Linked DNA regions of Mus musculus: all the other regions are linked to region 1. A link is a contact called in public Hi-C, HiChIP or PLAC-seq and promoter capture Hi-C data. All regions are on one chromosome and are shown on one strand. Each heading gives the region's core, a stretch centred on a gene start, on an enhancer-like site or on the middle of the called end of the contact. The rest is flanking DNA. Distances are from core to core; before and after follow the strand shown. Region 1 holds the start of Ube2g2 (ubiquitin-conjugating enzyme E2G 2). Region 2 holds the start of Syde1 (synapse defective 1, Rho GTPase, homolog 1 (C. elegans)). Region 3 holds the start of Pdxk (pyridoxal (pyridoxine, vitamin B6) kinase). Region 4 holds the start of Rrp1 (ribosomal RNA processing 1 homolog (S. cerevisiae)). Region 5 holds the start of Pcbp3 (poly(rC) binding protein 3). Region 6 holds the start of Trappc10 (trafficking protein particle complex 10). Region 7 holds the start of Pwp2 (PWP2 periodic tryptophan protein homolog (yeast)).

Evidence for each region. Promoter capture Hi-C pulls out the DNA fragments that hold promoters and counts their contacts. A called contact is a pair of places that touch in the nucleus more often than the background predicts. HiChIP or PLAC-seq counts read pairs in DNA pulled down with a chosen protein or histone mark. Capture Hi-C pulls out chosen DNA fragments and counts their contacts.
Region 2: a contact with region 1 is called in an H3K27ac HiChIP or PLAC-seq map of thymic regulatory T cells, with 4 times the contacts expected there. The contact joins the promoter of Syde1 here to the promoter of Ube2g2 in region 1. A contact is called at or near these places in 1 of 39 promoter capture datasets (pre-B cells) and 1 of 115 datasets of contacts at active chromatin or transcription factors (thymic regulatory T cells).
Region 3: a promoter capture Hi-C map of adipose tissue shows a contact between it and region 1, with 2.4 times the contacts expected there. The contact joins the promoter of Pdxk here to the promoter of Ube2g2 in region 1. A contact is called at or near these places in 1 of 39 promoter capture datasets (pre-B cells), 2 of 484 Hi-C or Micro-C datasets (CD4 T cells and CD8 T cells), 1 of 115 datasets of contacts at active chromatin or transcription factors (memory CD8 T cells) and 1 of 9 other capture datasets (adipose tissue).
Region 4: a promoter capture Hi-C map of liver shows a contact between it and region 1, with 2.7 times the contacts expected there. The contact joins the promoter of Rrp1 here to the promoter of Ube2g2 in region 1. A contact is called at or near these places in 2 of 39 promoter capture datasets (cranial neural crest and pre-B cells), 2 of 484 Hi-C or Micro-C datasets (CD4 T cells and erythroblasts), 4 of 115 datasets of contacts at active chromatin or transcription factors (bone marrow-derived dendritic cells, embryonic forebrain, memory CD8 T cells and 1 more) and 2 of 9 other capture datasets (adipose tissue and liver).
Region 5: a contact with region 1 is called in a Hi-C map of CD4 T cells, with 4 times the contacts expected there. The contact joins the promoter of Pcbp3 here to the promoter of Ube2g2 in region 1. A contact is called at or near these places in 1 of 39 promoter capture datasets (pre-B cells) and 1 of 484 Hi-C or Micro-C datasets (CD4 T cells).
Region 6: a contact with region 1 is called in a promoter capture Hi-C map of liver, with 4 times the contacts expected there. The contact joins the promoter of Trappc10 here to the promoter of Ube2g2 in region 1. A contact is called at or near these places in 4 of 39 promoter capture datasets (hippocampal neurons, liver and pre-B cells) and 3 of 9 other capture datasets (adipose tissue, liver and macrophages).
Region 7: a promoter capture Hi-C map of embryonic stem cells shows a contact between it and region 1, with 2.6 times the contacts expected there. The contact joins the promoter of Pwp2 here to the promoter of Ube2g2 in region 1. A contact is called at or near these places in 11 of 39 promoter capture datasets (the 3T3-L1 cell line, 3T3-L1-derived adipocytes, the HPC-7 cell line and 7 more), 1 of 484 Hi-C or Micro-C datasets (LSK cells), 3 of 115 datasets of contacts at active chromatin or transcription factors (astrocytes, embryonic stem cells and pancreatic cancer cells) and 1 of 9 other capture datasets (adipose tissue).

Annotation. Positions count from the first base shown.
Region 1 is chr10:77,620,704-77,624,038 of GRCm38.p6, reverse strand. Ube2g2 (ubiquitin-conjugating enzyme E2G 2) reads right to left here and starts at 1,718. Exons shown (of 6, transcript NM_019803.3): 1 at 1,623-1,718. The coding sequence starts at 1,665.
Region 2 is chr10:78,590,187-78,593,521 of GRCm38.p6, reverse strand. Syde1 (synapse defective 1, Rho GTPase, homolog 1 (C. elegans)) reads left to right here and starts at 1,558. Exons shown (of 8, transcript NM_027875.1): 1 at 1,558-1,720; 2 at 3,279-3,335. The coding sequence starts at 1,633. Gm30346 (a long non-coding RNA gene) reads right to left here and starts at 1,481. Exons shown (of 3, transcript XR_380602.2): 1 at 1,042-1,481.
Region 3 is chr10:78,463,474-78,466,808 of GRCm38.p6, reverse strand. It overlaps Pdxk (pyridoxal (pyridoxine, vitamin B6) kinase), which reads left to right and starts at 1,861. Exons shown (of 11, transcript NM_172134.2): 1 at 1,861-2,048. The coding sequence starts at 1,962.
Region 4 is chr10:78,411,192-78,414,526 of GRCm38.p6, reverse strand. It overlaps Rrp1 (ribosomal RNA processing 1 homolog (S. cerevisiae)), which reads left to right and starts at 1,484. Exons shown (of 13, transcript NM_010925.2): 1 at 1,484-1,707; 2 at 3,041-3,123. The coding sequence starts at 1,575.
Region 5 is chr10:76,960,355-76,963,689 of GRCm38.p6, reverse strand. It overlaps Pcbp3 (poly(rC) binding protein 3), which reads left to right and starts at 1,743. Exons shown (of 16, transcript NM_021568.2): 1 at 1,743-1,942. Gm35664 (a long non-coding RNA gene) reads right to left here and starts at 1,549. Exons shown (of 2, transcript XR_380584.1): 1 at 1,515-1,549; 2 at 1,088-1,314.
Region 6 is chr10:78,243,143-78,246,477 of GRCm38.p6, reverse strand. It overlaps Trappc10 (trafficking protein particle complex 10), which reads left to right and starts at 1,833. Exons shown (of 23, transcript NM_001081055.2): 1 at 1,833-2,042. The coding sequence starts at 1,976.
Region 7 is chr10:78,183,363-78,186,697 of GRCm38.p6, reverse strand. Pwp2 (PWP2 periodic tryptophan protein homolog (yeast)) reads left to right here and starts at 1,549. Exons shown (of 21, transcript NM_029546.2): 1 at 1,549-1,627; 2 at 2,528-2,640. The coding sequence starts at 1,610. Trappc10 (trafficking protein particle complex 10) reads left to right here. Exons shown (of 23, transcript NM_001081055.2): 23 at 1-1,276.

The DNA.
Region 1 (3,335 bases), core at 469-2,968:
CTTTTTGTGATATGACCACAGTCTAATCGTTTTATATCTGTTATTCAACTGCTATAAAAGAAAAACAAGGAGCCTGAAAAACAATAGGGATGAAGAGATGACTCATAGATTTTGTTGCTCTTGCAGAAGATCCAGGTTCTAGTTCAGCACCCACACAAAGACTCACAACCAGCTGTAACTCCAGTCCCTGGGGATCTGATGTCATCTTCTGACATCCACTGGCACAGGCACACATATGACACACTTACCTATGTGTAATCAAAATACTCATAAAAATACACATAAAAAACACATTAAAAAAAAGTTAGACAATGAACCACACTCAAGGTCATATCGCCTCTAAATCTACAGTACAATCAGGTATGCAAGAACACCTTCGCTCTAGCCCAACCTCGGATGTTCTAATTCAACCTGGATGTTCCTGTTGAATCTACCTAATACTAGAGTACATGGTCTTAAACAGAGGACAAACCTTTTATACCATAAAGGAAGAAAAACACTCAGTGGGACTTTTATTGAATTCACAAGGACACGGAAAAAACCTCCCTCCCTCCCTCGCTCCTCGTGCTTTGTACTGCTGGATGCATTTCCATCACTGCTGCCACAGGCTTAAACAATATCCATTGATGACCTCATGGTTTCCATGTGGGCTTGGGCCCAGCCGAGACAGCTGGTTGTTTCAGGGCTGCAACCCAAGTCCATTCAAGTCGCTGGCACAACTCAGTTCCGTATGGCTGTAACACTGGTCCCAGACTAGCTGTCAGCCTGGGGCCACCCTTAGCTCCCTGCCCTTTTTTTTCCTCTTCCAAGAAGCCACAGCAGGTGGAGTCCTTCTCCTCTGTGAACCCCCTGAGCCCCTCGCCAGCCTTCCTATTTTAGAGTTCCCTCTTTAACCAAATTCCTTCTCTCTCTCACACGGAGATGATTCACAACCTTAACTTCAAATTAAGTGACAATACGTTTTGTCTGACGTACGAGTAGAGGCTTTTTGTGGCGGATAAGTTTTTCTCTAATGTGAATACCCTTGGGTAGAAGTGGTCAAAACTTAAACCCCTGTCCCGGAGCTTAAATGCTGTTCCCTCTTTTTTAGATAAAGGGGATGTGTCTCAATCTAGACACAGAGCTGAAAAAGTAAAACAGAGAGAAAAACAGATCCGGATCCAAGGAAACTGTCCGGAGCCCGTGTCCGAGAAACTTTGGTTTTCCCCAGCAACTCGCACCTGCGGCGTGGCCGGGGGTTTGAGGCGTTATCTTGTTTATTTTTAACTTTCTCCCCCAACTCCCCTCGACGGCTCGACCACCTTACGGGGATTACCCGGTACTCGCCCCGCAGCATCAACTGTCGGGAGGGCAGATGCGCAGCACACAGGGGCTTAGGGACCAGACCCGGGTGGCAGGGCCACGGCGGCGCTGCCCCGGCCGGCTTCTGAGCCCAGGGCCAGCCCCGCTGCCGCTGGCTGGGGTGCGCAGGTGACGGCGACAGCCTGGCCTTTTATCCGCACGCGGAATCTCGCAGCCCGGCCCAGTACCCCCGCACCGCACCGCACCGAGCCGAGCCATGCCGGGCCACGCCGCGGGCGACTATGGGGAAGAGGACAGGAAGGCGGCGCCGCCTGACTCACGCTTATACTCGGCCATCAGCCTCTTCAACGCCGTCCCCGCCATACCGCGGAACCTGCGTTCAGCAGCCTCGCCACATCCGCGCCGGTCCCGCCCGCCCGCTCCGACGCCCACGACTGCTTCCGGGTCGCGGGCTCCGGGCGCAAATGCATCCGGGGCGCGCGCGGGTGACGTGGCGCACCCGGGTGCTTCAGACAGGCTCGCTGGGGTTCGCCTCGCGCTCCCCGGGTAATGGCCCGGGTCGACGGAGCTCGGCTTCCAGAATCTTCTCGGCCGGCCACACCCTCAGCATTGAAGGTTTCCTACGCCGCCGTGAGGCTTTGCGCAGCTCGCCCTGCGGCCCTTTAGTCTTGAAAAATAGTGCGAGAGCTAATGGCTCATCATGGATTGTTCCTGAATGAGACTCATGTCCTTGCGCTTGGGCTCGCCCCTCAGAAGTGGCTGTCCAGATCGTGAAACTTTCCCCTTGTAGGCATGAATGTCCTAGAACTCATTATTTAGCCCAGGCCGGCCTCGAATTCACAGAGATGCCACCTGCCTACCTCTGTCTCCCAAGTGCCACTACACCTGGTTTTTGAGGCCCAGGTGATTTGAGATGACACTTCTAGCAAGAGAAAGAGTACCTTGGTTTCACAAAGGAAGGATAAAGTTCCCGGGCCATATCCCATCCTCTCTGGCCAAAAAAACTCAGACTCTGCCAAGTAAGCTGTACTTCCTCATCATACGGAACTGCCAGATAGATGCTTGGTATTTTCTTAGGTGCACCACTGCCTTCGCTAAGTGGACATGAGGGATACAGCTCGGGACGTGGCTCTCCGAAAAAAGGGGCTTTCAGGACTAGGTGTAGGGACAAAGAGAAAGTTCCTGCTGGGACCCTGAGTATAAGAAGCTGAACTCAAAAGATTTGAGGCATTAGATTCATCACATTTGTCGTTTTAAAAAAGAATATTAAGGGGGCTGAAGAGATGGCTCAGCGGTTAAGAGCACTGACTGCTCTTCTGGAGGTCCTGAGTTCAAATCCCAACAACCACATGGTGGCTCACAACCATTTGTCACGAGATCTAATTCCCTCTTCTGGTGTCTGAAGACAGCTACAGTGTACTTACATACAATAAATAAATCTTTTAAAAAAATATATTAGAGCCAGGCAGTGGTGGTGCACACCTTTAATCCCAGCACTTGGGAGGCAGAGGCAGGCCGATTTCTGAGTTCGAGACCAGCCTGGTCAACTGAGTGAGTTCCAGGACAGCCAGGGCTACACAGAGAAACCCTATCTTGAGAAAGAAAAAAAATATTAGGATGCTACTCCAATTACATGTAAGGTTAAAAAAAAAAAAAATCCCACACGCATAACCCTCCCAAGCATGCCCCACCCACAAGTCAAAAGGAGGCCTCGAGGACACACTGCTCCTCCTGCTGTTGCCTGTAGAAGCATAAGTTAGTCTAACACATCCAAATGATGTGGCAGCCCCGATTCCCTGCGACAGTTTGAATGTGAGTCGTGCCCACATGTTTGCTGGTCAGGGTGGAACCTCCACTAGCTGGATAGGGGTGAATTTTGAGATTAGGATTAGCTTAGTTTCTAGTTCTCTCTGCTTCCCAGTCAGCTACCCGGTGAGTAAGCAGCTGTCACACACTGCTGCCGCCTTGGAGCCACCTGCCGCCATGATAGACGGTATCCCCTCCAACCCCAAGGCAAAATTAACTTCTGTGTG
Region 2 (3,335 bases), core at 309-2,808, 970 kb before region 1:
GTTTTACAAGGGATTAAATTGCTAGCTCCATCTGTCTCTAATTGACACAGATAACAAGCATCACTGTTTATCAACTAATTTCTGTAAATGGATACTTTCGACGTTTTTTTGGTAGAAAGTTGCTTCTGCTTCTGCAAGTGTTGCTTTCGTGTGCATTATCTGAGTGAGGGGCCGGGAAGAGTACCTAATCTAAGAGTCCAGGTATGCATTACATTATAGGTTGTAAGAAGTTGATTGCATGGGAAATCCAAAACAAGTAGAGTTGATTGCTACATTGTTCTCTTACTCAATGAGTACATAGGAGGCTAGCAGTCGTGGGTGACTTCCAGGTGTGGTATTATCTCTGGCTGTAAGGTCTAGCAAAAGTTCCAGTCTCTTAGAATGTACTAGATCTTTTCAAACTATTGCAGCACCACAGTTTCTCCTCCCACATGTGCCTGGATAAGCAAAGCTGGGCAGGTCTTCCTTCTACTCATCTGCACTCTTAACTTTTAGACGCCTGCATACCCACCAATTACCACAAAACTACTGAACTGGGAGGAAGCCAAGGACACAGAGGTGTCCACATAGGTGCTTAGTCCACTATCCCAGTGGAGGTCCAGCCTGTGTCTGGCACCAGTTAAGAGACCTGAACTTTAGTTGTGCCACAGTTCATGTGTTGAAAGTTTAGTCCTCTATGTGGCCCTGTTAATAGGCTAGTCATGGTGAAAGGAGCCTATCGGCGGGAGTTGGCCTTCAGAAGACGGTTCTGTGAGACCAAATTAGCAGTTAAAAGTGCTTGTTTCCCAGCCGTTTCTGGGCACCCACACACACACCCCGATCCATGTGCCATACACACAGAAGCACACACATATTCATAATAAAAAGTAAACTTAAGTTGTAAGAATCAGCCCAAACCTAAGATTTTTTTTTCTCTTCCTGTCTTAAGGAGTGCTGCTAGGACATCAACATGAACTCAGTCTACTTTAGAAAGTTGTCCAGCCTCCGGTATTTCAGTACTAAATAAAAAATAATAATACAACCTCCGATTTCACCACTTACTTTCGAGATACACCTATCCTTGCTGTGTTCTCGACTGAGTAGAGATCAGCAGACTGCATCGTCTATATCGCGTCCATGTTCCTGACAGTGAGCATCCCGGCTGTCTGAAACCACTAAGCTTGAGGGTCAATAAGCAGCAATAGTAACTTGAGTTGGGGGCATTTGGGGTTCCCAAGGAAAGATCGTGGTCGAGGTACTGGGTGATGTGGGGATGGATGGACGGACAGGAGGAAAGACATGAGCTGATGTGTGCCTTGGATGCGGTTTGGGGGAGCCGACAGAATGTGCTGCATGCCATCACACAAGGAGGATGGTTATGGGGGGCCCAGCCTATGCCATGACATTCATAGTTGAAGAGTTAGATCAGCCCAGCACCCCATCATGTCCCCTCCCGGCCCCAGGCGACTACATCTCCCAGCATCGCCTGCTCGGGCCGCGGGAAAGGAAAAGAAAAAAAAAAAAAAAAAGTTAAGGCCAAGCATTCCCGGAATGCGCTTCCTGCTGGAGCGGGCCGGTGGGGGGGGGGGGGTAGGCGGGCGGGGCGGGCGGCCGCAGCCCCGGGGCGCGCACTCGGCCGGCCGCGGCCCAAGCATGGCCGAGCCGCTGCTCAGGAAGACCTTCTCCCGCCTGCGGGGTCGTGAGAAACTTCCTCGAAAAAAGTCAGAAGCCAAGGACCGCGGTGAGTGCGGGGACTCTCGGAAAGTAAGAGAAGGGAGCCCCACTCAGCCTCAGATCCCCAGGTCCCCGGTAGGGTACGCAGCGGGACCTAGTGGGTAAGCCGGGAGCGAGCCCTGATGCAAGAGAGGAATATGCACCGGATCTTTGTAAGGCTGGGGGGCTGGGGCGGGGGGCACGGACCGTTATGTGCAGCTGGCCTGAGATGCCAGCCCCAGGGATCCTTGCAAGGCCCCGCAGGGGGGCCTCACCCCTGACAGGAAATGGGGCCTCGAAGGGGCGCCCAGAGAGTGGCGGGGCAGGGGCGGGAGGTGAGGACAGCTGTGTGGCATCGACATGGCTGGGTGGTGGGCACCTCTCCTGGGTACACACTCCTGTACTAAAGAGAGGTCGTGCGGGGTTATATTTATTATTGCAGTCTTTTCCCCAATTCCATGCCACCATCGCTCCAGAGGCTGCAGCCGCACCTACTGTGGCCAGCCCCAAGAAACCGTCCTGTTTATTAAGACAGAGAAACTGAGGCACGTGGTTGTTGGGTGATTTGTCCCGGGCCTGTGAACTGACTTTAAACAATCCTCTGGACTATGCTACTGATGACAGAGACCTGAAACAGAGGGCCAAAGGGTGGAAATAGAAGATCCTTAAATCTGGGGGTCCACAGACAGCAAGAATGAAATGGAAAGGAACGAAAGCTGTATGGGTAGGGGGCTTCGGAAGGAAGCAGTTAAAGGAGGGAGGCCACTATACCAAGGACCTGACTCTTCCTCCCGGGCCGTTCCCAGGGCATCCCAAGGGTCCCAGGGCCAGAGAAGGGATCCGGGTGCCCACACATAAACACACACAGGAAATCGACCATGATGTCAGAGAAAGTAGAGCCAAGATAAGGGGGGCGGGGTAACGGGGCACTGACTGTAGAAATCTGGCTTGGGCTGAGGGGCAAGATCCAAGAGAACTTGTGGGCAGGATTTGGGAAATGGGAAAAGGGTGCTGAATGAAAAAGAAACCAGCGTTCCCTGCCCTGCCTTCCCAGCAGCAGCTACTAGGGCCTTGAGCAGGGCTACAGATCCTATTGTCTAAAGTTGCTTCTCACACTGAGCTCCAAGCTGGAAGGGGGTCGAGAAGAGAATATGATAATACTGAATCTCCTCATAAACAAGACATGGAGCATCAGGAAAAATGCCTTGCTCAAGGCCACTCAATGAGAAGGGGCAGGCGTAAGATTCTAGGATTAATGGAATGTCTGGGAGAGGGGTGACAGAGCCGAAATGTCCTGAGGTTCCAAGGACATTTGACCTGGACTCTTGAGGCTGATTCACAGTCCCTTTTGCATTACTAGGGGCTAGGGCAGGGGACCTTGAAGCTAGGACTGCAAAAGTATTAGCTAGCTGCTAGGACCAAACAAAACAGCTGGTTCCAAAGGAGGCAGTGGCTCCAGGCTAGCAAAGAGCTTCCTTGCTGTCGATTGGTTATGTGAAGTGAGGGCTGAAGCCAATTAGCTAGACTGCCTCCCTGGACCTCTGGGAACTTGAGAGTTGGGTCTTACCATCTTCATTCTCCACCAGGCCACCCAGCCCAGCGCTCAGAGCCCAAACCCCCAGAACCAGAACCTCGTGTCCTTG
Region 3 (3,335 bases), core at 612-3,111, 840 kb before region 1:
CCTGGAACCCACACGGTGGAAGGAAAGAACCAACTCCTCCTGCAAGTTGTCCTCTGACCTCCGCATGTGCACCGTGGCGTGTGTGTGCACCACTCGCACTTGAATTAAATACAAATGTAAATTTAAAACTTTTTGCCCGGGCACGGTGGCACACCCCTTTAATCTCAGTACTCAGGGGGTGAAGAGTGGTAGATCTGATTCTGAGACCAACTCAGAGTACATAGCAAGTTCGAGTCCAGCCAGGACTACATAGTGAGTCCTTGCCTAAACAAACAAACAAAAGAACAGAATTTATTTATTTATTGGGTTTTTATTTTTTGAGACAGGTTTTGTCTGTATAGCCCTAGTCGTCCTGAAACTCATTCTGTAGACCAGGCTATTCTCGAACTCAGAAATCTGCCTGCCTCTGCCTCCCAAGTGCTGGGATTAAAGGTGTGAGCCACCACTGCCTGGTTAGAACAGCATTTGTAACCTCAGCAATGAGGAATAGAAACAGGTAGATCCCAGGGGCTTCATAACCAGGAAGCCTAGACAAACTAAGAGAGAACTTCCGGGTCCTAGTAGGGTATCTAAGTAAATGAATACATAAAATAAATCCAAGGCAGTTCCAGGTGTGGTGGCATACACCTTTAATCCTGGCACTCAAGTTAGGTGGGTCTCTGAGTTCAAAGCCAGCTTGGCTTAGATAGTGAGCTGGATCAGGGAGAGAGACATCATGAGACCTTGTCTCAAAAAAGCTAAAGAAAAGCTCAAAGTGAATTGCCCCTCCCTAAGTATAACACCAGAGGTCTTCTATACACATACACAAACACAGAAATGCCGGGATTATAAATGTACACCATTGCTCCAGGCTAGCAAGATTCAGTTACAAGAAATGTTTAGCACATACATAGTATCCAGCAAACGTTACTATCAGCAAGCAATTAATTATTCCTCCAATGTACTTCCATTTAGTTGATTCCAGTCAAGCCTTCCTAACAACTTGGTTCTTCTTTACAGCTTTTCTGGTGCTGGGGCCTTGGTATGCACCCCACCAACGGAGCCTCAAAACCACTTCCTTTTTCTGATCTGTTCCCCAAGCAATGGGAATGTTCCTTTCTCTTCAGAGCAGATCTGGTCCCCAGTACTCTCTCTCACCAAGATAAAGCAAACTTGACATACTGGCCTGTGCCACTGATCTGTGACCCTGGTGTGTCCGTGACCACAGGAGTGCCAAGTGTAGGTCTGGAGATGGGACAGGAAGAGAGGTGCGCTTTCCCTAGGACTGAGAGGACTTGGTGGGTAGTGAAGAGGGGAAGACCAGTGCAGCCCCTTCAAATCTGTCCCCATGAGTGGCTCTAAGCAGACTTGAGCCTAGAGAAGATCTCTTATTATATTGAGAAGGGGCACGTGACTCCTGACTCAGGGTAGCCTGAGATCAGATGCCTGTGAGCCCTACTGGGTCTGGGATTCCACGCAGGCCGCGTGGCTGGAAAGGATCTCCTGATCTCTGAGGGTCTTCAGGCTCTGGAGCTCAGTGGAAACTCTTTGGACAGCAGCTCCGGAGTATGCCACCCATGGAGTGATCAGCGCCGCGGGCCAAGGAGGTGGAACAGTGTGTACTGAAAGTACCGTGCTGTGGAGTGTGATACAGGCGAACCCCCTGACGCACAGACAGATCTGCAAAAAGGGATGTGAGGCCACGTGATGGAGCACAGAGGAAGGAGCTCATGTGCTGGATTCCACAGGTCCCGTTGCCCGGAGGGGCGGGGCCTGCGTGAGGCACCGCCTTCAGCCCGCCCCTCGCCGCGCGGGACTCGCGGGTTAGCAGCCGGCCTGTTGAGGTCAGAGGAGGCGGGGAGCGCGTCCAAGCCTAGCGACTGCGCGTGCTTAAAGCGCTCGGAGCAGAATCCGAGCGAGCGGCCTGAGCAACCCCAGCCTGTGACACCACCTGGACCACGCGCCACTACAGCTTTCCCGGCATGGAGGGCGAATGCCGGGTGCTCTCCATCCAGAGCCATGTTGTCCGTGGCTACGTGGGTAACAGAGCGGCCATGTTCCCTCTGCAGGTATGCGCTCCACTGCTTATGTAACCGGGCCGGGCTGCTCACTTGCGGGTCTACGGGTTCGCTGCGTGGCCTTTTCCGACTAATGACCTTGGCCCCCTGTGGCCATCCTTTTGGGTCCCTATTGAGCGCTGGGCGCGCTGAGGGCAGATCCTGGCGCAGGCAGGCCGGGGGCGTGGACTACCCTGGGGAGCTTACAGCGGGGTGGTGCAGGTGGCACGAAGCCCCCTGCCCGGCTGTGGCGCACACGGTAGCGCCTGAGGGTCCCTGTTGCTTCCGTCTGCCTGACCAACAGTGGGCAGGGGCTTCCCGAAGCGTTAAAATGCTGAGCTGGGAGAATCCTTTCCTTTGGGAGCGCGGAGAGCCTCTTGGTAGACACATTGGCTAGTGATTGCTCGCTCTCTGCAGACATCCACGTTCTGCTTCTACCCATTCTATGAACTTGGACCAAGGAGGAAGCTGGGCCCACGCTTGGGTCTGAACACTCTTAGGGTGGTCTGTCACCCGCAGAGATGGGGCTGGAACTCTGCACCTCCCGCGTGCTTGCTTTTATTCCTAAAAGACAGCATAGTTTGCTGAGTTTGGCTTTGGAAGCAACCTGTTAGAAGGGCTGTAGCCTTTTCTTCCCAGATCCTATCTCCTGTGAGATGTGTGATGAATGAGGCTATCTCTGATCATTTCTGGCAGGTGGTGCTTCCTGCTTGTGACTGGTTGCCCTTGGAGGGAACCAGGTTGTCATGGGCATTAGAATAGGGGTCATAGGCAATATCAGCTGACTGGAGCTTCCTTGCCTGGCCGGTCCAGCAGGAAGATTGGGCTGGCCTGGGCAACCAGGTGGTGGCCTCTTGCAATGTATCTTTTTTGGCTGGTCACTGAGCAGGGTGGCAGGTCCCCGTTCCCCTTCCGCTCATGTCTAGCCATTAAACTGATTCCTGGGAGATGTTAGGGTGTAGCCTCTGGCTACCATGGACCTGAAAGAAGGACTTGGAAGGAAAACAGGTGGCTGGAACTGCATTTAAGGACAATAGAGGACTGTCCTGAATCAGGCTTGCTTGCCAGACAAATAGAGCAATTGATTGTTATTATACAGCATAGGAGATCAAAGTCTGTAGGCAAGGGCAGTTGCTGAGTGTTTGAGCGCCTGTTGGTTGATAAACAGTGCTTCACCCACACGGTCTAGTGTAGGCATTCTTGTTCTATCCAGAATGCACTGGTCTGGTGCTTCATGCTCTTTACCTTTGCTCTCTAGCTTAAGGGGCCAGGATTGGGGTAACAAGGTCATTGAAGTAA
Region 4 (3,335 bases), core at 235-2,734, 790 kb before region 1:
GAGTGTCCCAATCAGAGTGCTCACACCTAAGCTGAGCCCACCTTTTCTGTCTGTGTGTCTGTCCTGTATTTCTTTACTTCTCCCAGTTGGGGTTTCAGTACTCAAGCCTAGCAGGACTTGGCATATACACATATGTATAGGTGGATATATTTACTGTGTGATGTGTAAGTAGAGTCTGACCATTAATATTAGTAGTTTAAGATAGCTTGCCTAGGGCTGGAGAGATGGCTCAGCGGTTAAGAGCACCGATTGGTCTTTCAGAGGTCCTGAGTTCAATTCCCAGCAACCACACAGTGGCTCACAACCATCTGTAATGGGATCTAATGCCCTCTTCTGGTGTGTCCGAAGACAGTAACTGCGTACTCATATAAATAAAACAACAGCAACAAGAGATAGCTTGCCTAAGTCAAAGAAACTGGGTTGACTTTAAAAAGCGTGGCCATAACATTGATGTAGTCTATCAAATTTTTTGTTATTCAGTAAATTCTGATGTTATAGAAAATACAGAATTGTCTATGTTCCTGTAATAGTGCTTAGACATGCCCTCTCCCACCCCAGTTGCTTATTCCTCTTCAGTCAGACTTTCAACAACCATCCCTCCCATTTTTTCCAGCATCTAGCTTTTCAAATACAGCCACCTTCCTTGCCTGACACTTTAATCCTGGGCTTAGCTGGCCTATGGTGTAGCAACGAACTGGCAATGTTATGGTACCACTAAGTCCAAACGTCCACTGGTCTTGGAAATTTCCCCCAGCAAGTCATCAGACTTCTGGTGGTCTTGGGCACACCAATGAAACCTGTAATTGTTTTGTATTCTAATTTGACATTTCAGCTCTTGGGCTATATGGAAAAATTTTCCCAATAGTGTCCCAAACGATTGTCACCACACATTTCATGAACCAGGGCACACTCAAGTTTTGCACACTCACTGTGCTTTCTATAGTGTATTTGCCTGCCTACCTTCATGATAGGTACCTGCACCCTGTCCCATAATCTGGATCCTGACAGCCTTCTTGCTTTTCTCTTTCCAGGAAAGTGGATGCTCTACAAGAGGCTTGGTGGGGTGGATTTCCCTGAGGACTAAGGTGTTAGGGATCAGGTAAAGTGTTTCGGGTAAAGCTCGTAGTTCTCGGCGTTGCAGGGTTCATGCACACACCCAACCTCCCCCCACCCACACCCCACACCCCAACATGGCTCAGGATGCTGAGCCAAGGGCAGCTCCACGCAGTCCTGCTAAGTGTTACAGTTGAGGACAAGCTGGGCCACATCACGATCTTCTTGTAATACAGCCACTCCTGCTGCAGTAAAGAGGAGGGCGAACCCAAGACAATGCTTTAACCTTTTCAAGAATCAGAGATGCCCTAGGCTTACACCAGACCATCCTCCTCCCTGCAGGGTGCAGTTGCGCCTCTCGGCCACTGAGAGGCGGTAGCGTACGCCAGCATCGTCCAGGACGTTTGACGTCTAGCTGGGTTGTGTCGCCTCAGTGTGACGTTCAGTGGTGACGAGCGCGTGTCGTCACTCGAGCGCCCCAGCGGAAGCGTCGAGTGCGTGGTCTCAGGGTTCTCCTCACCATGGTTCCCGGAGTGCCGCTCCCGCCGGAGATCCAGCTGGCGCAGCGCCTGGCGGGCAATGAACAGGTGACGCGGGACCGCGCGTTGCGGAAGCTGCGGAAGTACATCGAGGCCAGGTCGCAGCGGGCGACAGGTACGCGGGCGGGAGGGCAGGCGAGCTCCGCTGCGTGGGCCCCGCAGGATCCGGCCTTCGTCTGCTGTTCTACTGGCTTAGGCTGACCCGATCGGTCTGCCCGCTTTTCTTCCTTCTGTAGCTTGCTGGTGCTCTTCCGCCGGCCTTTACTGGTGTCCCGTGTTCTTAAAGGTGTGTTCTCGACACCCCGTTCCCAGGATGTCCTTTTGCAGAGCGGTTTCTGTGCTTCTGGTCCTCAGTGAGCGACCCCTTTCAGCAGCCTCCGCGTCTCTTGGATATCCCTCCGCAGATGCAAATTATAGATTCCCTGAGCAGTGGTTTGGCCGAGGTCACGGCTGTATGCTTTGGGAAGTGTCTCAAGGCAGTTTTCCACGCTCTAGTCAGAGAACCCCAGCTTGGGGAATGCGCTTCGCCAAATGGTGGCGATGTCCTTTGCTTTTGGATATCCCTCCGCGGATGCAAATTATAGATTCCCTGAGCGGTGGTTTGGCCGAGGTCATGGCTGTATGCTTTGGGAAGTGTCTCAGCGCAGTTTTTCACGCTCTAGTCAGAGCACCCCAACTTGGGGGATGCGCCTCGCTAAATGGTGGTGATGTCCTTTGCTAGCCGGAATGAATAACTTTCACCATTTAATCTCCGAAATGTCATAGTATAGCTACAGTTCCTTGGTCTGACACTGGCTTAATTAATCACTGCATTAACAATGGGCCATCTCCCGGTCCCGAAAGTGTTGGGTTTCTTTAACTCTATGGGACTGATACCTGCTTGCTGGTGCATGGAGTTACTGGAGGGTTGGGGGGAGGGGCTCCTCCAGGCACCGTTATGGCAGTTCTGTTGGAGAATGTTTTGAGGGCGGGGCTGGCTGCCCAATCATATTTTTTTAAGGTTTATTTATTTATTTAATGTATATGAGTACACTGTAGCTAGCTGTACAGATGGTTGTGAGCCTTCATGTGGTTGTTGGGAATTGAATTTAGGACCTCTGCTCGTTCCAGTTGGCCCCACTCACTGAGGTCAGCCCAGCTCGCTCAGTCCCTGTTCCGTCTGGCCCAAAGATTTATTTATTATTATAAATAAGTACACTGTAGCTGTTTTCAGACACCCTAGAAGAGGGCATCAGATCTCATTAGGATGGTTGTAACCTACCGTGTGGTTGCTGGGATTTGAACTCAGGACCTTTGGAAGAGCAGTCAGTGCTCTTACCCGCTGAGCCATCTCGCCAGCCCCCAGTCGTATTATTGTTAAGAGTAGTTCAGGCAGTCATGTTTCCTTCCTGGCTCGGGAAGGTAGGTTCCAGGGCTCACTAAGTCTCACTGTTGCTCTTGTGATGCAGGTGGTTTCACTCCAGATGAACTGCTAAAAGTATGGAAAGGACTGTTTTACTGCATGTGGATGCAGGACAAGCCCCTCCAGCAGGTGGGTGCCTGGGAAGGTAGCTGAAGAACCCTCACAGGAGTTGGTGGGGGACTGAGGGGCTTATGTTTAATCCTCCACCCCACCCCTTAACATAGCCAGCACTGACTCCTGCTGTTTATAGAGAAAGTGATGTTTCCTGCATAGTAGGTCTTTTTTTTTTTTCCATGTGGTTGCTGGGATTTGAACTCAGGACCTTTGGAAGAGCTATTGGT
Region 5 (3,335 bases), core at 494-2,993, 660 kb after region 1:
ATCCCTTGTGTTCGTCTCCTAGGGGAAGTCCTTGTCTCAGGGACTCCTAGCATGCTACCTGACATGCCCTCCTCCAAATTTCCGCCCTCCTCTCTACCATAGCACAGGGCTAAGGTGTAGTAATGTGCGATAAGGCTGTCCATATGCTCTCTAGATTCTCCAGGTAAAGGTTCGTGATTTGCTGCAGCTGCACTTAGCTGCTGGGTAAGGCTTTTGACAGCTCCTGCTTGCCCGGACCCAGGCCCTTTCTTTTCAGAGGTTGTCATTGAATCACACAGGTTATGTTTGAAGACAAATAAGAGCACACTCCTTTCTGACTCATCGATCCCAAGTGACTACTGTATATGTCTGCTACAGGGGACCAGGACTTTTCCCTTCAGAGTGGATTCCAGGACATCATACTCACAGGACTCTGGGCATTCCCAAGAGCTACTTGGTTACTATGGTGAGGTTTCAGACCTACGGAGTCTTCCTGACTCTACCATAGAGATCGTGATTGTAACAGGTGGAGGGATGAGGGGACAGAGCTATGTATACACCCCTTTGCATGTATGATATATCGTTATTGGCACCGAAGTGAGTCATTGGTGGGTTTGAGGCTCAGGGCGGGATGAGTTTTGTCATCTCAGCTAGAATGTCACCCTCAACCCACTTCTCTGCTCACCCGTCTGTTCATATGACAACAAAGAAGCAACTCTGTTTCCCAGAGATGCTTCTCGAAAGTCTGGAGGTAAACATGTGGATCACTCTCTCCACCTATGAAGGGCAAAGCTTGATTTCCAAGTCCAAAGAGGCCTTCTCTGGCTGGTTCAGGTTGCTTCAGGAAGCCAGGAAGGATGACCCTGGGCTCCTGGGTATCTAGGTACTGATGGAAGGCAGAGTTCCCAGGACTCGCAGCTTCTATCAGTACTGGAATTACAAGTTGGCCTGGTTCCTTTACCTTCGTGGTGTGCAGAAAGGAATAAGCCTAAGCTAATAGAGAGCAATCAGATGAAGGAAGTTTAGTCCGATGAAAACGATAGTTAATTGACACAAAATAGAGCAGGACACCTCTGAGGAAAGGTGCACAAAAGATAACAACAACAACAACAACAACATGACATGTTTTCCCACAGCCACTACCACAGCCAGTTCTTCCATCGGCTTTGAATCGCTTGTGGACAGGTGTGCAGGCCCAGAACCTAAACACAAGTTCTACAGTCTGGGCTGTGTTGGCTTTCAAAGGCTTCCAAGCAGAGAGGGGCACCCGCGAAGGGCTGCGGTCAACGGATCAGGCCCACATAGTCGCGAAGGCTGTGGGTCCAACTGACCTCCCTAGAATATCAGCGCGTGCGAGACTGGGTGTCTGCAGTCTCCCGCTAGCTGCGTGTGCCAAACACTTGCAGAGGATGCAGGCCCCGCAGCCATCTCACAACCAAGCATCCACTCCCTTCCCTCTAGCCTTCTGGAGGCCCCGCCCCAGGCCCGGCCCTGGCCCCGCCCCGTACTGTCCCCGCCCCCGCCAGTTGACTAACCTTTCCAGAAGCCCCGCCTCCTCCCAGCCCCAGAGTGGGGCCCCGCCCAACCCTAACCGCCCTTCGACGCTAAACGGCTTCTAGCCGGAGAGCTTTCCGTGCCCTGATTGGCTGTGATGGTCACCGTTTCGCAGCTCCATTGGCTCCCGGCGCCCGCTTTCTCAGGCCCTGCCCTTGAGCGGGGGCGGGGCCAGAGGCGGCGGGCTGCGCAGGAGTGGCTGGTTGCACGGAGGGGGCGGGTCCTCGCCGCGCGCAGTGCTTCGGCCAGAGCTCGAGGCGCTGCTTACCGTCGCCTGAGCTAGGAGACGCCGCGGCCGCCGCTGGGTCGCATCGGGCTTCGCGTCGCGCCGTGTACGCCTCCTCTGCCCCACCCGACCGGCAGCATAGGCTCTACCTGGTCCGCGGCCTCCCTGTCCGCGGCGGGGCAGGTGAGTGAGTGGCGGCGGGTTGAAGTGTGTGTGGGGGGGTCCAGCGCGGAGGTAGCTCGCATGCCGCGTCCCAGGCCGGCCGAGACCCCTCCAAAGGCCAGAGGACCGGACAGTTCGCAGTCAGAAAACTTCATTCGAGCTGGGGTGTTGGGGATCCTGGGGGAAGGGTTGAGGTTGGCGATCTCAGTACTAGGGCCGGGATCCTAGGCTGAGGCGAGGGTCCCAAGCTGAGGCGAGGATTCCAGGCTGAGGTGAGGGTCCCAGGCTGAGGGCGGAGGTCCTGGGAGAGAATAGGGGGTACCAGGTTGAGGGCGGGGGTCCCGGGCTGAAGGTAGGGGTCCCAGGCCAAGACCAAGGTCCTAGGCTGAGGGCGGGGATCTAGGACTGAGTACCGAGCTCTGAGGGCTCAAGGCTGAGGTTCCAGGGCTTAGTGCAGAGTCCCAGGCTTAAAGCAGGGTGGGGGTATCCCAGGCCAAAGCGATGGTCGGAGGACTGAAGATGGGAATCCCAGAGGCATGTGTATCAGGCTGAGCAAAGGGTCAAGGGAAGCAGCTTCCCAGGCTGTGACCGGGGTCCTAGGCTGAGGCAGGAATTACTTAGAGAGAGGGAGAAAGAGGTGGGTGGGTGGGTGGGGAAGTGTGGGGCCGAGGGTCGGGCTCCCGGAATAGAGTAGTTCTTGATAGCCCCTTGGGCTTGGAGCTGGGGCCAGAACAGGGTCCTAGACAGAAGTTTCCAGTGAGGGGCTCACTCTCCAGCTCTGCATGGTCTTGCCTGTTCTTGGATTCAGGCACGGCCTAGGGTCCTTGTGAAAGTCTGACGGTAACTGGCCCTGGCCTACGTCGGGGGTCGGGGTAGAGCCACTCAGGAAAACCCAGGCCTCTTTACTCCCTCCCTAAATTCAGAAGTTGTTAGTGGGCACATTACGCTGCAGGCTTTCGGGTCAACACACAATAGCTGTGATCTCACTGGGACTTGCAAGGCTTAGACGGATGTCTTGTGATTGAGACGAGCTGGGGAGGAAAAAAAAAGGAAGCCCAGAGGATGGATGTGGGGCGAGGGCAGGGTGCGGCCTTTTCTCCTCTCCCCTCCACCGTGGTCTTCTGTTTTCTTCTTTCCTCTCAGTTCTCCTCAGGTTTTCCCCGCACCATTCATTAGAGCCTGAACAGGTAGACTAGACAGGCGCCGGTTCTCAATCTCTCTCTCTCTCTCTCTCTCTCTCTCTCTCTCTCTCTCTCTCTCTCTCTCTCTCTCTCTGATGGCCGTATTTTCTGTTTTGGGAAAGAGGTGTGTTCCAGAACTGTTTCTTATTGTCCCCAAAGTGTTTTGTTTAGTAGAAGTGTGAAGTTGTCTGGCTTCTTATTCTGCACTATGTTGTTAGTATAGGAGAATTTTA
Region 6 (3,335 bases), core at 584-3,083, 620 kb before region 1:
CAGGTAGATAGGGTGAAGGCCCACACCCACAGTAACAGGCCTACTTCAACAAGGTCACATGTGCTAATAGTGCCACCCCTTGTTCCTGGCCCAAGTGTATAGAAACCATCACAACTAGCTTTCCCACCTCCAAAGCTAAGAATGGTATTTGAGGCCAACAGGAGAGAGTCCACCTTCTAGCTATAACAGCCTCTCTGACGTACTCACCAATGTATTTTAAATTGTCTTGATTTATGACTTTTTATGTTCTGCAACTATAAAGCTTCAAGTGCTTCCATGTGGGATCACGAAACCTGGGGTTACCCACTCAGGAGGCCTCAGAGGATTCCTCAAAATCCTTGTCCCCTGGGTGGCGGGCACTCAAATTTGGCTCCGAAGCACACCATCTCTTATTCCATTTGAGGTGAGAGCTTCGTTCTTTGTGCTGACATCTCACAAACGCTTAGCTGGATGGGGTGAAAAACCTTTGGCACGTCCACGGAGGCTTTGGACCCCTATTCTTGCTTTGCTGTGCTCTCTCTAGGCCAGTGGTTCTGAACCTTTCTAATGCTGTGACCCTCCTAAATAAAAAATAAATATTAAGTAAATAAAAATAAAATATTAAATAATGAATAAAAATTAAATAAATAAACTAAAAATTAAATAAATAAAAATAAAAATATTAGAGAAAAATATTAAATAAACAAAATAAATATATTAAAGAAGTAAAAATAAAATTATTACATAAATAAAAATAGTTTGTTACTACTTCATAAACTGTAATTTTGCTACTGTTATGGGTCATAATGTAAATATTTTTTTTGGAGCTAGAGGTTTGCCAAAAGGCTCGGGACCCACAGGTTGAGAACCCCTGTGCCTGGCAGTCTCCACCTGCTTCAACTGCCCTAATCAGTTGCCTGAAAGCCCAAACCAACATGCTCCCCAACAGTCAAGTCATGCTCAGACATTCCATTTGCACACTGAATCCCATTTGCAAAAGCTCCCATAGACCTGCTTTACTTGCGCCGAGTTCAGTTCAAAGCAATATTTGATTTTGCGACATTCACAATACCTAGCGGCTTCAAAGCAGTACCAGCTATAGGTGACCAGTACTGATGAAGGTGGGACATAGGGAGCATTCTGGGAGCCAAGGGAAAGAGTGCTGAAGGCTGACGCAGGTGGAAACGACCTATGTGGTGGTTCATACGAGTAAAACCACCTAATCAACCAATCAAACAAAAACCTCACAAAACCAGAAAGGACAGTGGGAAGCTGGCGTGCCAGCGGGTGCACATGGAGTTGTACGGGGTGGGTGGAACACTTTCGATCTTGCCTCGCTTTGAGTCAGCACACTTGGCAAGTCCGTGTTAACAGGCAAGCAGAGACTCAGCTTGGCACTGCACAGTTGAGCTCGCCCAGATGTAAAAACCGACCCAAGGCATCCTGCAGAAGCCGGAAAGGAGGAAGCTCCCTCGGAGATAACGGGAATTCCGCCAGACGTGACGTGGGGGCACACAGGGTAGAAGCGAGGATGAGGGTAAGGGAGCATCTGCAGGTGCGAAGCCGAGGAGAATCCAGTTTAGACAGGTCTGATGAGACCAAGCAAGGGTCACCAAGCTTGGGCATTGAGAAGGTGGGGTCAAGGAGCTCAGGCACGTGCGCCGCCCTCTGTCCTCTGCAGCTGCCTGAGAACCGAGGCAGAGGCGGCTCCCGCTATTGACAGCTACAGCGGCCCCGCCCTGCACCGCCGGGCGGCCCGGCACGCGGCCTTTTTCGTAGGAGGGCATTCGGCGGCGAGGCCCGCCCCTTTAAGTCGCGCGCCCCGGAAGTGGTCACGCGGCGGCGCCGGGGCCGGAAGTGGACGCGGCCGGCGGCGGCGGGCGGCCGGCTAGGAGCTGCCGGGGGCCGGCGGCGAGGAGGCGCGGGCTCAGCGGGCCCCGCGCTGCCTCGGGTGCCCATGGCGGGCGGGGGGCCGGGCCGGTGACGCCGGACGCCCATGGACGCCCCTGAGGAGCCACAGCCACCGGTGGTCTACACCATGGAGAACAAGCCCATCGTCACCTGTAAGTGCGGCGGGGCGGGCGGGCGGGGGGCGCGGCCGGGCTTGGCAGCTCCCATCTACGCGGACACAGCCGACCTCCGACCTTTCCGCGGGTGACCTCCGACCCGCTGTGCAGCCGACGCCAAGCTTTGGGTCCTGACCTGGGCGGTCTCCGGAGCAGCTCGTTCTGTACTGTCAGTGCTGCTAGGGATCGGGCCGGCCTTCCCCGTGGGTCGGCTCTCCTGCGCGCTGACCGCAGTCCGGTGGGCAGGCCCAGCTCTCCGCAGAGCGCAGGTGCTCTTCCTCTAGTGACTGTCAAGCCGGAGTGGCAGGTGGCCGGCCAGGCTTAGGAAGGAACCCAGCTCTGTCTGGTCCAATCATCCTGTGCTTATAGGCACTTTCCAGAGCTGCTCCACCAGCGAGTTCCCGCTCGGACATCCCCTTCCGCACTTGTTCCTTCTCCCACTGAATGCACACACACACACACACACACACACACACACACTCACACACAAAGATTGGTTTCTCTGCTACAGAAAAAGAAAACCCTCATTTTAAAGCATAATTTCAGAACGGAGTAGTTTTGCAAACTATGGACTCATGGGAAGTGTGGACGGGTTGGTTAACATTTTGACAGCTTTGCGGTGCTGTCTCTCAAAGGACAGGTGTGATACGTGGCTGTTGGCAGTTCAGTATGTGCTTGACCTTATGAATTTACTTTTTTCTAAACAGGAAGCATATTTGCAAAACCTGGTGCTAGGCCCCAGGGTTCCCAAGGTCTCCAGCACACCCTGCTCTGTTTTCTCCTTTGGGCCCTTGGATACATGGGCTCCTCCCAGTTCCTTCCTGTAACCGCATAGACATTTCATATTTAAAGACTTACATCTCTTTATTGCTAGATTAACTTTCTCAGGGATATGGATGTGTCTCCCATAAAGTTGGGAGACTTGCATAGTTCAGCAGTTAGTTGTGTGTGTTTTGTTTTTTTTTTTTTTTCTTCCCAGAATGCTTGGCAACTGAGAGGCTTGCCAAACCTCACCTGCAGGCAGGTGGACCGATGTGGCAGAGCTGGTCTGGAGGCTGCCCCGCCCTGCCCGGGTGCTCCTTGATCCCCTCAGGGAAGTTGCACCCTGTTCATGGTTGGATTCAATGTGTTCCAGGTCCTGAGAACTTTCCCCCAGTACTGTGCACAGTAGGAATTCTGGATGAGTACTTAGAACCCACAGGGACACCCACTTACTTGACTGCATCTCCCGACCCTTAGCTTTGAACATTGGCATCTTCATTGCCATAGACATTTTATCAGCATCCTGCT
Region 7 (3,335 bases), core at 300-2,799, 560 kb before region 1:
GAGTGCTCTGGGCTTATTGGCGTGGTGTCTGTGAGTGGGACCTGAGGTAGAAAGCTGGGAGAGGAGGGAGCCCTCTTCAGGAGTCGCTGCCCCCTGGGGACCATGTTTGGGCCCAGAGTCAGGGGCACAGAGAGAACCAGGAGAACCAAGCCAACACTTTCAGTATTCAGTGTATTTGCTTTTTTTTTTTTTTAAGATTTGTTTATTTATTATATGTAAGTACACTGTCGCTGTCTTCAGACACTCCAGAAGAGGGCATCAGATCCCATTACGGATGGTTGTGAGCCACCATGTGGTTGCTGGGATTTGAACTCAGGACCTTCAGAAGAGTACTCAGTGCTCTTAACTGCTAAGCCATCTCTCCAGCCCCAGGGTATTTGCTTTTAACTCAGCCAGTAAATAAAGGATAGTACGACGCCCACAACACACCACCACCAAGTGGTTTTCATTTGCAGGAATTGGAGGAATGCTTAAAGAAAATAAACACTGGGGCTGGAGAGATGGCTCAGTGGTTAAGAGCATTGGCTGCTCTACCAGAGGTCCTGAGTTCAAATCCCAGCAACCACATGGTGGCTCATAACCATATGTAATGGGATCTGATGCCCTCTTCTAGTGTGTCTGAAGACAGTGGCAGTGTACTCACATAAACCTTAAAAAAAAAAAAAACAAAAAAAAAACAAACATTTATTTAAAACCCTCTGAAAACCTATTTTATGTGCAGTTTAAAACTAATAAACTTGGGGAGCTGGGTATGCAAATTAGAACTTGGTACTTACTGAATGTCTACAGCCCTCTGAACTCTGTTTTCGGTAAACCTTTGACAGTTGGCCTGCAGATGTCAAGTCCATGTGTGGGGAGGTCTTTGAGACTTGATCCTGGCAGAAAAGCTTCCACCCGGCACTGCTAGCCTCCCGCATCCGTGTGTAGTCCTTTAGAGTGGAGTCTGGCTCTTGAGTTCACCGCCCACCCCCTGAGTTTCATATTTCTGAGTTCTCTACGGTTTTCTAATTATATATATTAAGAATAAAACAAAGGGGAGATCTAAAATGTTGGTAGTTCTGTTATTTCTCATGAAGACACCTTTCTCTGTAAGAGAGTTGGCAGCTCTTGTTCTCTGGGATGGGGTCTAGGAAAGGTGACGGCCGCACCTTGACACTGCAGGCGTTGGTTCCATTTTCACAGTGTTCTGTAACATAATGTCAGAGTAAGGCCGCTGTACTAAGATCGTTTAAAGTGTAAGCATTAAAATTCTAAAAATACACGTTTTAAGAAGAAACTCCGTTTGAACTTGGGTTTTTGTTTTTGTTTTGCACGGTTACAGGCGAGTGTGTGACGATTTGCTCGCTTTCTCAGCTCCGGACTGGGCTCTGCATGGAGACCTAGAACTTAGCTCCATTCTCCACCGTCCTAGCGGTCTCAGCTAGTTCACCGCTACGCAGCGCCTGCGTAGAGGCAGGGTGGTGGCGGGAGTGGGGGTGAGGGAGGGACGGGCGGGGCTTCCCAGGACACTAGGGTTGCGGCTCCGCCCCGGAAGTGCGCGTTTTAAGCGCCGGAGATTGTTTGTATTCCGGAAGTGGTTGCAGTACGGTACCCCACGTGTGGTTCCAGGATGAAATTCGCTTACCGGGTGAGCGGCGGGCCGGGCAGGGGCAACGGGAGGGCGATGGAAGGTTCCGAGGACGCGGGAGAGACCGAGGTCGTTGTCATCTCGGCTGCCTGTGGGAAGCACTAGTGGGTCGACCCATCGCAATCTATTGCTCCTGGTTTATACCAGGAGCTCCGGGCTCCTACCCAACAGGTCTCGGGCTGTACCCAGCCCTGTCCAAACTCCTCTTGCCAGACAACACAGCAATAGCTGCTGAAAGGCTCTTAACAACAAACTTCAAGCAACACCCAGCTCTCTACAGGGCCGCCAGTTCTTGGAGCAGTCTCGACAGCGCTCCTCTGCTGATCATACCTCTTAGGAGCCTAGCTCTGCCTGGTGTTATCTCGTTGCATAGCTGCCCACCTACACCCCAGATCGACTCCTGCCTTAGTTAGCCCAGGCAATCCCAGTAAGCAACTACCCTACTGCTCTGCTGGGCTTTGCAGTGTTTGGACATCTGTCCAATTGCCTATGTGCCGTTTCTATGTGGACATAGAACACAAGGCTCGGGTCTCTACACCCAGCTGTGTCTGCTGGATGGAGATGCTTGCCTTTGATAACTGAATGGATACACCGGGGCACTGATACTTAGCACGGTGGGCGTGGTGAGCATCTCCTGCAGCCCTGTTCACTGAAGCAGCTTCTCTTAGAATGGAGATCCTGTGCCCTTCTGTGCCTGGCAAATGCTTCCTGTCTTGGGAGTATAGTACCATTCAAGGGAACCCTGGGCTCCTGAGAATTAAGTTGGGTTCCTCCTCTGCCCAGGGGCAGGACACACCTATGGTCAGGTACTTTACTACCTATGCCCAGATGCCTCTCATCACCATTTCAGAGAGCTGACGCTGTGTTCTCTGTGTTAAAACTGATTCATTTCCTTTGCAGTTCTCGAATTTGTTGGGTACGGTTTATCGGTGTGGAAACTTAAATTTCACACATGATGGAAATTCTGTTATCAGCCCCGTGGGAAATAGAGTCACTGTGTTTGACCTTAAGAAGTAAGTATGGGGAGACAATGTTAGCAGGGACGTTATCCTCCGTGTGAAGGCTAGCCATCCTCTTTGTGGCTTGCAGGACTACTGGATTTAGGAGGACACAGGTCATGGTAGAGTTGCCTGCTGAGGTCCTCGTTTTTCATTCTAGTATCTAGAACACCAGCATTACTCTTAAAGGGAAAGGAAAAGTCATGTGCCTTTTGGCTGTTGGCTAGCAAGTAGGGGTGGTGGCAGATAGGAAGGTTATCTCAAAAGGTGAGCACTTACTGTGGGGGGAGGGGCGGCTCTAAGGGCCCCAGGACAGGTGGTTTGGAGAGTTCAGGCTGTCTTGGGTCCTTGCTCAACAGCCCTGATGGTTCCCACCTTCCCTGCTGAGATTAGGCTTAGCTTTGCTTGTCCCAACAAATGTGCTGTGGCTCCTTTTCTGACTAGGAATGACTCAGCACTTGACTGTCTGAACGTCTGTAGGCTGATCCCCTCTAGCCTGGGCAAGACCCTCCAGTTCTTCTGGCCACTGTGCTCCCATTAGCTTCAGTTAGCTGGCTAGTCCTAGACCTCCGTTACCAGACACTGTAGGCTGGGCCAGCAGTATAACCTACTGTGCCTGCTGTCGATGGATTACTGGGTCTAGTCAGGTCTTCTGTGTCACTGTCTCTTTAAATAACATCTCAGGGTCTCAGAAGTAATGAGAACCTGTT